3 separate regions of the Sus scrofa genome follow, and regions 1 and 3 are each linked to region 2. Evidence: chromatin contacts called from public Hi-C and HiChIP or PLAC-seq data. All regions are on one chromosome and are shown on one strand. The core of a region is the stretch at or near the end of the contact, and the rest is flanking DNA. Distances in the headings are between cores, read along the strand shown. Region 1 holds the start of FUNDC2 (FUN14 domain containing 2). Region 2 holds the start of G6PD (glucose-6-phosphate 1-dehydrogenase). Region 3 has its middle 13 kb from the start of IRAK1.

The links. Hi-C and Micro-C count contacts between places; a contact is called where the count stands out from the background. HiChIP or PLAC-seq counts read pairs in DNA pulled down with a chosen protein or histone mark.
Region 1: a contact with region 2 is called in an H3K27ac HiChIP or PLAC-seq map of alveolar macrophages. The contact joins the promoter of FUNDC2 here to the promoter of G6PD in region 2.
Region 3: a contact with region 2 is called in a Hi-C map of retroperitoneal adipose tissue, with 3 times the contacts expected there. The contact joins the enhancer-like site here to the promoter of G6PD in region 2. A contact is called at or near these places in 3 of 47 Hi-C or Micro-C datasets (retroperitoneal adipose tissue, skeletal muscle and subcutaneous adipose tissue) and 2 of 2 datasets of contacts at active chromatin or transcription factors (alveolar macrophages and skeletal muscle).

Annotation. Positions count from the first base shown.
Region 1 is chrX:125,352,176-125,355,405 of Sscrofa11.1, forward strand. It overlaps FUNDC2 (FUN14 domain containing 2), which reads left to right and starts at 1,857. Exons shown (of 5, transcript NM_213743.1): 1 at 1,857-1,989. The coding sequence starts at 1,857.
Region 2 is chrX:125,039,307-125,042,386 of Sscrofa11.1, forward strand. It overlaps G6PD (glucose-6-phosphate 1-dehydrogenase), which reads right to left and starts at 1,734. Exons shown (of 13, transcript XM_021080744.1): 1 at 1,270-1,734; 2 at 317-444. The coding sequence starts at 1,381. It also overlaps a transcript of IKBKG not described here.
Region 3 is chrX:124,710,039-124,713,030 of Sscrofa11.1, forward strand. No RefSeq gene overlaps it. Among named protein-coding and RNA genes, the nearest start is that of IRAK1, 13 kb to the right of the region's middle. Within about 2 kb of position 1,278, at least 39 of the 83 cell types and tissues checked have an H3K27ac peak or open chromatin away from gene starts, as enhancers often do. A contact at or near this core is called in alveolar macrophages, retroperitoneal adipose tissue, skeletal muscle and 1 more, where this site is marked.

The DNA.
Region 1 (3,230 bases), core at 607-3,106, 310 kb after region 2:
CCAGTTTGGCTGGATAATAGCTGGCATGTAATATACTCCAGGCTCTGTTCTAAGCGCTTTTCGAATGCAGCTGGAATTCTTGTCTTCATTGCATAGGTGATTGATGAAACCAAAGCACAGAGAGGTTAGCCAACTTGGTTGTAGTCACACAGTTTGTAGCACTCAAACCCATTTGAGTTGGCTCCAGAAGTCATGCTCCCCACCCTTACACCATCCTCCCATGCTTCAGAGATGAATAAAACCCAGTTCCTGCTTTCTGGGAGTCATGGTGCAGGCGGGGAGACAAAGGTAGACAGATAGTCACAACCCCGAGTGATGATTCTCCGTTGGATGCTTTACACCTTATGTAATTTAACCCTCACAACGAGACTGCCAAGTGAGCACAGATGAATCATCTGAGGGGCAGAGAGGTTAAATGGTTTGCCAAAGAGTACACAACCACACATTTGGCCTAGCCCGATGCTGTCCTAGGCACTGGTGCACAGCAGTGAAAAATGTAAACAACTGAGAGACAATAAGCAATACCTGTAATACTTGAGTAACTTATGTGTGTTAGATGCAAATAAGGGCTCTGCACAAGAGGAACAAAAGTAGAAGGAAGGGAAAGGAGGGGTGTACCAGGTTGCAATTTTATTTTATTTTTTTGCTTTTTAGGGCCACACTTACCGCATATGGAAGTTCCCAGGCTAGGGGTCGAATCCGAGCTACAGCTGCAGGCCTACACCACAGCTACAGCAACACCAGATCCCAGCCACTTCTGCGACCTACACCACAGCTCATGGCAATACCGGATCTTTAACCCACTGAGCGAGGCCAGGGTTCGAACCCCGTACTCGTGGATACTAGTCGGGTAGGTTTCCTTTGAGCCACAAAGGGAACTCCAGTTGCAATTTTAAATGAGGATCGTCATGCAAAGTCTCACTGAGAAGGTGATGTCTCAGCAAAGGCTTCTGCCTTCTACCTTGAGGGCTGTGGGGAGCCACGGAAGAGTTCTGAGTTAGAGGAGGGTCCTGAGCTTTCTGGACACATCTGAGAGAATAGACTTCAGCAGTGGGAGTGTCGGAGCAGGTCGACCTGTTAACGGAGAATCCTAGCAGCGATTTGGGACTAGGACGGTAGCAGTGGAGGGGTGAAAATGGCTGGATTCACTGTGAAGCTGAAGCTGGCCCTGATGCTGGTTACTAAGGAATTGCATTTGCGGGCTGAGAGAGAGAGATTGGGAGAGAGCCGTTCAGAATAACAGCGAGATTTTGGGGATGGTGAAGTTGCCACGAACTGGGGTGGAGCAGCAGCTAGAGGTGTAGTTTAGCGGTGGGCGGGCAGCCGCCGGCAAGCAAGCTCTTTTTTTTTTTTTTATAAGAAATGGAAAATTTTATTCAAGCCAAACTGAGCATTTTAACCCGGGAAGAGCCTTTCAGAAAGAAAGCTCTGAGAACCGTCCTAAGCTCTTTCTTTCTTAGTACTCTCCGTGGTTATTGCGATCGCTACATTTTTTAAATGTCCTCTTCTAGTAGAACACGTACCAGGCAGTGATATTTGATCAATGTTTGTAGGAACAAACAAACACGTCAGCTTTCTTTATTTTTAGTAAAGTAAGGAGTAAGACAGTCTTTGCTAGTTAGAGGGTGTCCGCTGGCCGCGGCCGAAGACCTGCCTTGGAGGCAAAAGCCGGCAAACCCCGCACACGGAGGCCAGCAGCTCCGTCCAGGGAGGCTCTCTGCGCACGCGCGTCCCAGCGGGGCTGCCGGGAGGGGGGGTTGTGACGCCGCCCGCTGAGTCTTGTGACGCGGCTGCGCGCGGGCAAGGGGCGGGGCCGCCCCGTAGGCGGCCCGCCCTCTTCCGCCGCCGCCGTGGGAATGGAAACATCTTCCCCACGTGCCGGAAGCCAGCCGGCGCCGACGGCGGCGCGGTACTTTGCGTCCTGCCGCGCGGAGCCCCTGCGGGTGTCATCGCGAGACCAGCTCGCCGAAATGGCCGCAGCCAGTCAAGGTAAGGGAGGGCGCGCGCGCTTTCGGCGCCGCAAGGAGCCGCCTTCCCGGGCTCCGGAAGGGGAAGGGCTCCGCGCCCACTAGTCCCGGCAGAGCTCCCCTGGGAACCTGAGCGGCGCCGGGGCGGGTAGGGCGCCCGGGGCTCGTCCCTAGCCCAGCTGCCCCCAAGGTCCGGCCAAGGTCACTTCCCCGGCTGGAGCCGAACTGCTCCGGGGTGTGGTCTCCAGTCGGGCTCGCCCAGCCTTCCGGCACCGCCCACGGCAGCCTGGGCGCGGAGACATTTTGTTCCTGTTTTCGGAAGCAGTCCGGCACCTTGAGACTAAGACAGCTTTGTCCCTTTGGACTGTCTTCTCAAACATCTGGCCAGCGTCTTTCTTATGCAAGGCGCCTCTGCTTGCGCTTGCGATGGGTTTGAAAGAGTCGTCCACATGGTGCGGTACTTCGCATCGTCTTTTGTTTGGTCCGCTTAGTCAGAGTCCCTGTGATGCGACGCACGGCTTCCTGTCGTGCTGCTTATCCCACTTCGCCGAATGCTTCAGATTACATTCACTTCGGTACCCGGCTCACAAGGTCTGATTGCTAAACAGAGCCGTCATCGAAAACTCAATTATATAATTTAGGATTACATAACTTATGTTAAAAACAAAGTGAAAATTATCAAAACTCTACTTCCTTATTATTTGCCATGTTTTGCTCTTGAGGTTATTTAATCTGTTCGTTGTGGTGGAAATAACAGCATCGTACACTCGCTCTCTTCCCAACTCTGCGTTCAGCGATGTCACAATTTAGTGATGTCACGCTCAGGGTGAGAGATACAACCTCGAAATTGGTATAGACTACTAAACAGCCCTTCTCCCACCCCAGCGTGGTTGGTAAACATTTACCTGGACACCGCTGGATTCAGGTGACTCTAAGGTGTTGAAATGTGCAATGTAATTATTTTCCTGCAGAGCAGACTGACTTCAGTTAGGTAAAACGTATAGGTTGATCAGATATTTACACCTCAGAAATTGTTAGGAGAAATTTTTTTTTTTTTGTCATTTTGGGGACGCAACCGCAGCATATGGAAGTTTACGGGCTAGAGGTCCAATGGGGGCTGTAGCCGCCGGCCTACACCACGGCCACAGCAAATGCAGGATCCAAGCCACGTCTGCGACCTACATCGCAGCTCACTGCAGCGCTAGATCCATAACCCACTGAGTGAGGCCAGGGATGGAACCTTATGGATGCCAGTCAGGTTCG
Region 2 (3,080 bases), core at 484-2,983:
CCCCTGTTTGCCTCTCACTTTTCCCCACGGAGGAGGAAGTCCAAGCACACAGCCCCTGCGGACCTCCGGGCTCCAGGGCATGAGGCTGCAGCCAATGGCTGCACACAGACTTCAGCAAGGCCTTGCAATACGCCTACACCAGGGGGTGCTGGGGTGATAGTGGCGCAAGAGCAGGAGGGAGAGCCCAGCCAAGCAGAGCTGGAGAGGCCCTATAACAAGCAGGTGGGCGAGCCCAGGCACGGAGAGGGAAGGGACCTAAGCCATGTCCTGCTCTAAGTCTGCTGCATTTAAGATGTGGGGCCTGGGGGAGACTCACCGATGCTCCCATGATGATAAAGATATGTGTATCCGACTGATGGAAAGCATCGCCCTGGTACAGCTCTTCCCGCAGGATCCCGCACACTTGGGTCCGGCTCAGAGCCACCTGCTCTGCCATGGTACTCTCTGGAGGAAAAAAAACTTATTGATGAGGCAGGAGAACCGGAAAGCACTGAGAAGCTGGCTGGCCCCTTTCTGGAGGAGTCCTTTGGGCTCTCGTCCAGCTGATGCCTGATTACTGAAACCACTTGGTGGGAATGGCTGCGAGCAGGATGGTTGGGGGATGAGAAACTGCTGGCTCTGGTCATACTCTCCAGACAGCCTTCTTTCAGCGTGTACATTACAACATTACTCTAAGCATTAGTGGACTCCAACGAGGGCCTCAGCTCTGGGGGAGTAACACCAAGCTGGAACATCGGACCACCTGCTAAGGCCATCTCACCAAGGATTCAGGCGGAAGCTCCTCAATGAGCTGGAGCAAGTTAGATCAAGCAGCTGACAGTGTAGATCTAGTCCTCCTCCACCACCGCTGGGAGACCCCGGCCAATCCCCGCCCCTCTCGGGGTCCCCTCAGGGGCCCAATGGGGGTATGCAGGGGACGGTTAGATCAGTTAACACCCTCTCGATTTTGCCCCCTTCCCAAGCGTGGCAAATCAAAGCGTTCGCCCACTCAGTTACCTGTGCTTCACCGCTGCTGCCCTTCGCGCTCGCAGCCCCGGAGTTCCCGGCAGTTTCCTGGGGCTGCGCCCCGCCTGCCCATTTAACTGGCGGGGGCGGGCACCTGGTCTGAGCTGACCAGCCTCAGGCGAGGCGCGCGGGCGGGGCCTCCGTGTGCCCCTCCCCCGAGAGGCGGGGCGAGGCAGGTGCGCGCGCATCTCGGGCCGGTGGGACCCCCCCCCCCCCGCTCCCGCGCGAGGCCTGCCGGCCTGACCCGCTCCGCCCCTTGAGCACCTGCGCCGGCCGCCGGGCTGCGGGCCCCCTGCTGTCCTCGCCGCCGCTGCGCCGTGTCCCCGATGCTTCGCGAGTCCGTGTGCAGCTCCCCACAGCTCGCCCGCGTTCCCATCCCTGGCCTGGCCCCGCCCCTACAGTCTGGCTTTCTCGTCAGCCCGGGGTTGTCCTGCGCCCTCAAGAAGGGCTCCACTTCCGCCGGCAGCGTGGTCACGCCCCTCGACCCCACTTGTAGGCGGGGCCCTCTTTAGCCTCGCCCCCTCACTGGACGGGTCGTCGACTCCGATCAAACTGGCCCTATCACATGATAGCCTCGTCGTGGCTCCTCCCCTAGTGGGGGCGGGGCAGCCGACCTGCCGCTCGCTGGATGCCGCCGCCGGAGAGACAAGGGGAAATGCGGGTCGCGACGCATATTATTGAAGAGTGTCCTACGGGCCAGCCGAGCCTGGTACGCTCGGGCTTCCGTCTGGGGACAAGTCTCCCTCGCGCCTCTCGCGGGCCTGCTGGGGGCGGGGTGGGGGCGGAGTGTGAGTGTTTTACTTCCGGATCCCACAGCTACGACACCGGAAGCAGGAAATGGGAATTTGGCAGCCCGAGAAGGGAAGGGCGACCGCGGAACCCGAACTTTCTCCGAGCGCCGGGGTCCGAGGAGCGCTCGGGACCCGCCGCTCCCGCCCTTCTCACGTCGGACCGACTCTGCTGACAGGTGTGGTCCTCTTCTCCGAAGATAGGGTACTATTGGTGGGCGTTCCGCCACCTCCGAGACCCCCCCTGGACGACCAGGCTTTCCCCTCCTATTGGGCCCCGGCCCGGTTCTGCCGCCCGCTTCTAGATCACCCGCCGAGGCTGGCCAATTCAGGACCCAGGTTACTCTGGCGACGAGCGGGGCAGTTTTCGCCTCTCCTTCCTCTGCCGCGGCGGAGTCTGACCACACCCCTAGTTCGTGGATGACTATTCTACTTCGGAGACATTTTCTGTTCATCGAACTTGACTACATTTGAAGTTGTTAAGTTCTTTAAAAAAGCCTCAAGGGTAATTTGACAGCTAAGCATCTTTCCTCATGCGCTTCATTTTGCTCACTTTGCACAACGGTTAATGTCTGCCGGACCTCATATCAGTTCTGTGACTTGAGGATGAATGGGCCATAAGGAGGCCACTATACCTGGAATAGAGTGAGCGAGGGGGGAATAGTTAGAGAGGAAGCAATGGGGGACCAGATAGTGCACGGCCTACTATCTTGTTGTACGGGTTGTGGCTTTTTGGCGGAGGGCCATGAGGAACTATGGTAGGGATCTGGATAGAGGAGAGACGTGGTAGGAATTACCTTTTGGTCTGATTGTTCTGGCGCGGTGGGTAGAACAGACTGTACGTAGGGGGCAAGGGTTGGAGCAAGGTGATCTGCTAGGAGGTTATTGCAGTTATCCAGGTGAGAGATGATGGGGCTCGGATCGTTTTATTGTGAAAAATACCAAAGATGTGCAAAAGTAGAAAGGATAGTATAAACCCAAGGTACCCACCTCCCAGCGTCAACAGTTATCAACCTGTTGCTACCTTTGCTTAATTTATACCCCTCATAATCTCTTATTTTCAAAAATAGCTTTATTGACATATAATTCACATACCACACAATTCACCCATTGAAAGTGAACAATTCACTGCTTTTCAGTATATTCACACACCTGCACAACCATCACCATTCATTCTCGAACATTTTCATCAACCCATCACCTTATCTACTTCAGTTCTAAGCATCTATTAGTCTTTCCATCTCTCTATGTTTGCCTATTCTGGATAGTTCACATAAATGGACTCAT
Region 3 (2,992 bases), core at 28-2,527, 330 kb before region 2:
GACCTACACCACGGCTCATGGCAACGCCGGATCCTCAACCCACTGAGCGAGGCCAGGGATGGAACCCGCAACCTCATGGTTCCTAGTCGGATTCATTTCTGCTGCACCACGACGGGAACTCCTATTTGTGGTCTTTTTGACGATGGCCATTCTGACGGGTGAAGAATAGCACACTTTTTAATGTAAAGGACCAGGAACAAAGTTAAAGACGCGTCGCAGACGAGGATAGAATACATGTAACACATAAGGAGAACCCAAGAGTTATGATCCCGTATATGGAAAGAACGAGACCCAGAGGTCGGTGGAAATCTGACCACGGGTGTGACCACAGGCCGGTGAAGACAAAGGAACATCCAAACTCACTCATACTGAAGAAATGGAAATAAAATGAAAGATAGGCTTTTTCACTGATTAGATTTGCAAAAGCGGAAACTTTGGCCAATACCCAACTCTGGGTACCTCCATGGGAATGAGGTACCGAAATGAGACCCCAGCTCCTAAGGACCTCGCTTGAAATATACCATTGCGGAGTTCCCATTGTGGTGCAGTGGTTAACAAATCCGACGAGGAACCGTGAGGTTGCGGGGTCGATCCCTGGCCTTGCTCAGTGGGTTAAGGATCCGGCGTTGCCGTGAGCTGTGGTGTGGTTGCAGACGCGGCTCGGATCCCGCGTTGCTGGGGCTCTGGTGTAGGCCGGCAGCTTGGACCCCTAGCCTGGGAACCTCCATATGCCACGGGAGCGGCCCAAGAAATGCCAAAAAAAAAAAAAAGAGAGAAAAGAAAAATACCCTTGCCTAACTGTGTGCGAATCCACGAGCAAGGACACAGGATTGTTGACGGCGACCATCCCCAGCTACTCTGCAGCTCTGCAGAGGAACGAGAGCGGGGTTGGCGTGCGCACCGGGGCGCGGCCTCACGCGCAGTGCTTGGTGCGGGAGCGCGGGCTGGGTCCCCGGACATGGACGGTGGGGGTTTGCGTGGCTGTTCTCTGCTCTCGAGAGGGGACTTCAGGGAGGAGAGTGAGAAGGGCTTTGTCCCCCCTTGTGCACTACATGTGTGTAACGTTGGGGTTTCTTTGTAAGGAGCACGACTTTGGGGGGGGGTTTGGTTTGGTTTTTTCCAGGAAAGGCTTGATTTTTAAAAAACGGACTCTAAAGATGTTCTGGCTAGGGGGAAAAAATGACCACACGGTGGCTCGGAATGGGACTCCTGATCCCAGGTTGGCTTCACTCCCAGCCTGCTCACGGGTTGCCTTAGAAACAGGCTAAGCGCCGGGGACACAGTTATCTCGGGGAGCCATTAGGCAGTGACTCAGCAGAAAACCCAGCCCCGGGGGCGGGCGGGGAAGGGGGGGAGGTCTCCACTCCCTGGAAAACAATTGCGACGACGGAGTGTTTCGGAGGTCGCCTTCGCGATCTGGCGTGATGATCAAAAAACGAAGGGTGACAGGACAGGCCAGCCCTCTCTTCGGATGTGCCAGTAGCCGAGCGCTGTTCCTCTGCCGTCCCGTCCCTAGGAGACCATGGGTCCCCCTTCTCCTGCCAGCCTGCCTTTGGCTCGACCTAACACGCAGCCTCGGCTCATTCCGGGTGCGGCATCCTCAACCCTCCCGCTGACGGTGTAAAGCGAGCTTCCTTTCCCAAGGCTTCCTCGGGGTTGCCATAGCAACCGGCGGCCTGCAGCCCACAAGCCCAGCAAAAAGGCCACTCAACAGAGGGCACAGCTGACGGACGGAGGCTGGCGGTCACTTCATCCTGGCGGATCTGGCCCAGCCGAGGATGCAGGGACGGCACAGTTTGACATCTGAGAGACCCGAGTGGCAGGACACGAGGCCAGAGGGCTGTGACAGGGCTGATGGTGGCCTGGGCCAAGGCAGGGCAGAAGCCTACAATTTGAAGAAGATAAGACGTGTCGGTTCACTGGGGTTGGGGGCGGTGAGGGAGGAGCGGGAGGAGTCAAGCAGAACTTCTGGTGACTTCTGACTCTGGCCACGGCTGATAGAGCATATCAGACTAATTCACTGAAAACGTGCTCACAAGTGTTCCACGAGCAGGGCCGAACGGACGCTCGTGTGCCAGTTCCCCGGGGCTGTGGCACTTTCTCTAGGAGTGGAACTGCCAGGCGATAGGGGACTTAGGAGTAACACTTCGAGGGTCTGACAAAGTACTTCCGCAAGGGCGGCCCCGCGTCCCCCCCGCCCCCGCCCCAGCAGCGTGCGCTATTGTCTTCTGTAGCCAAAGAAGTTGGACAAGATGTACATTTCTGGAGTGTTTTTAGGGCCGCACAGGCGGCATAAGGACGTTCCCAGGGTAGGGGCCGAATCCGAGCTGCAGCTGCCGGCCTACACCACAGCCACAGCAACGCCAGATCTGAGCTGCATCTGCGACCCACACCACAGCTCACGGCCACATCAGATCCTTAACCCGCGGAGAGAGGCCAGGGATCGAATCCACATCCTCGTGGATCCTAGTCGGGTTCTTAACTCGTTGAGCCACCACAGGAACTCCAAAATGTATATTTTTTAAGAACCATTTGAATGCGCCAGAGAATAAGCAGCAAAGGCAGAGAAGAACCCTTCAAAGCAGCGACAGGGGGAGTTCCCTGGTGGCCCAGCAGGTTAAAGATACAGCGTCACTGCTGTGTCCCAGGTTCGATGCCTGGGACCGGAACATCCAAATCCTGTGGGCACAGCGAAAACCAACCGCCCAGACAAAGAAAACAGAGCAGTTAGACGGAAACACAACACTGCCTGCTGGTTGGCTTCCCAACAGAACTCATGAAAGGTGATGGGATCCCTTTAAAGTGTTTACAGAGAAAAACTGCCAACCTGGAGTTGTGTACACAGCAAAATGAACACATTTCAGGCAGAGGCTGGGGCAGCTCGATGCCAGCCGACCTGTCCCGTAGGAAAGAGCGCCCCCAGCGAGTTCTCCCAGCTGATGGACGATGAGGGAAGGAGCAACTCGAGCGACATGAAGCTCGCTCTTCACAC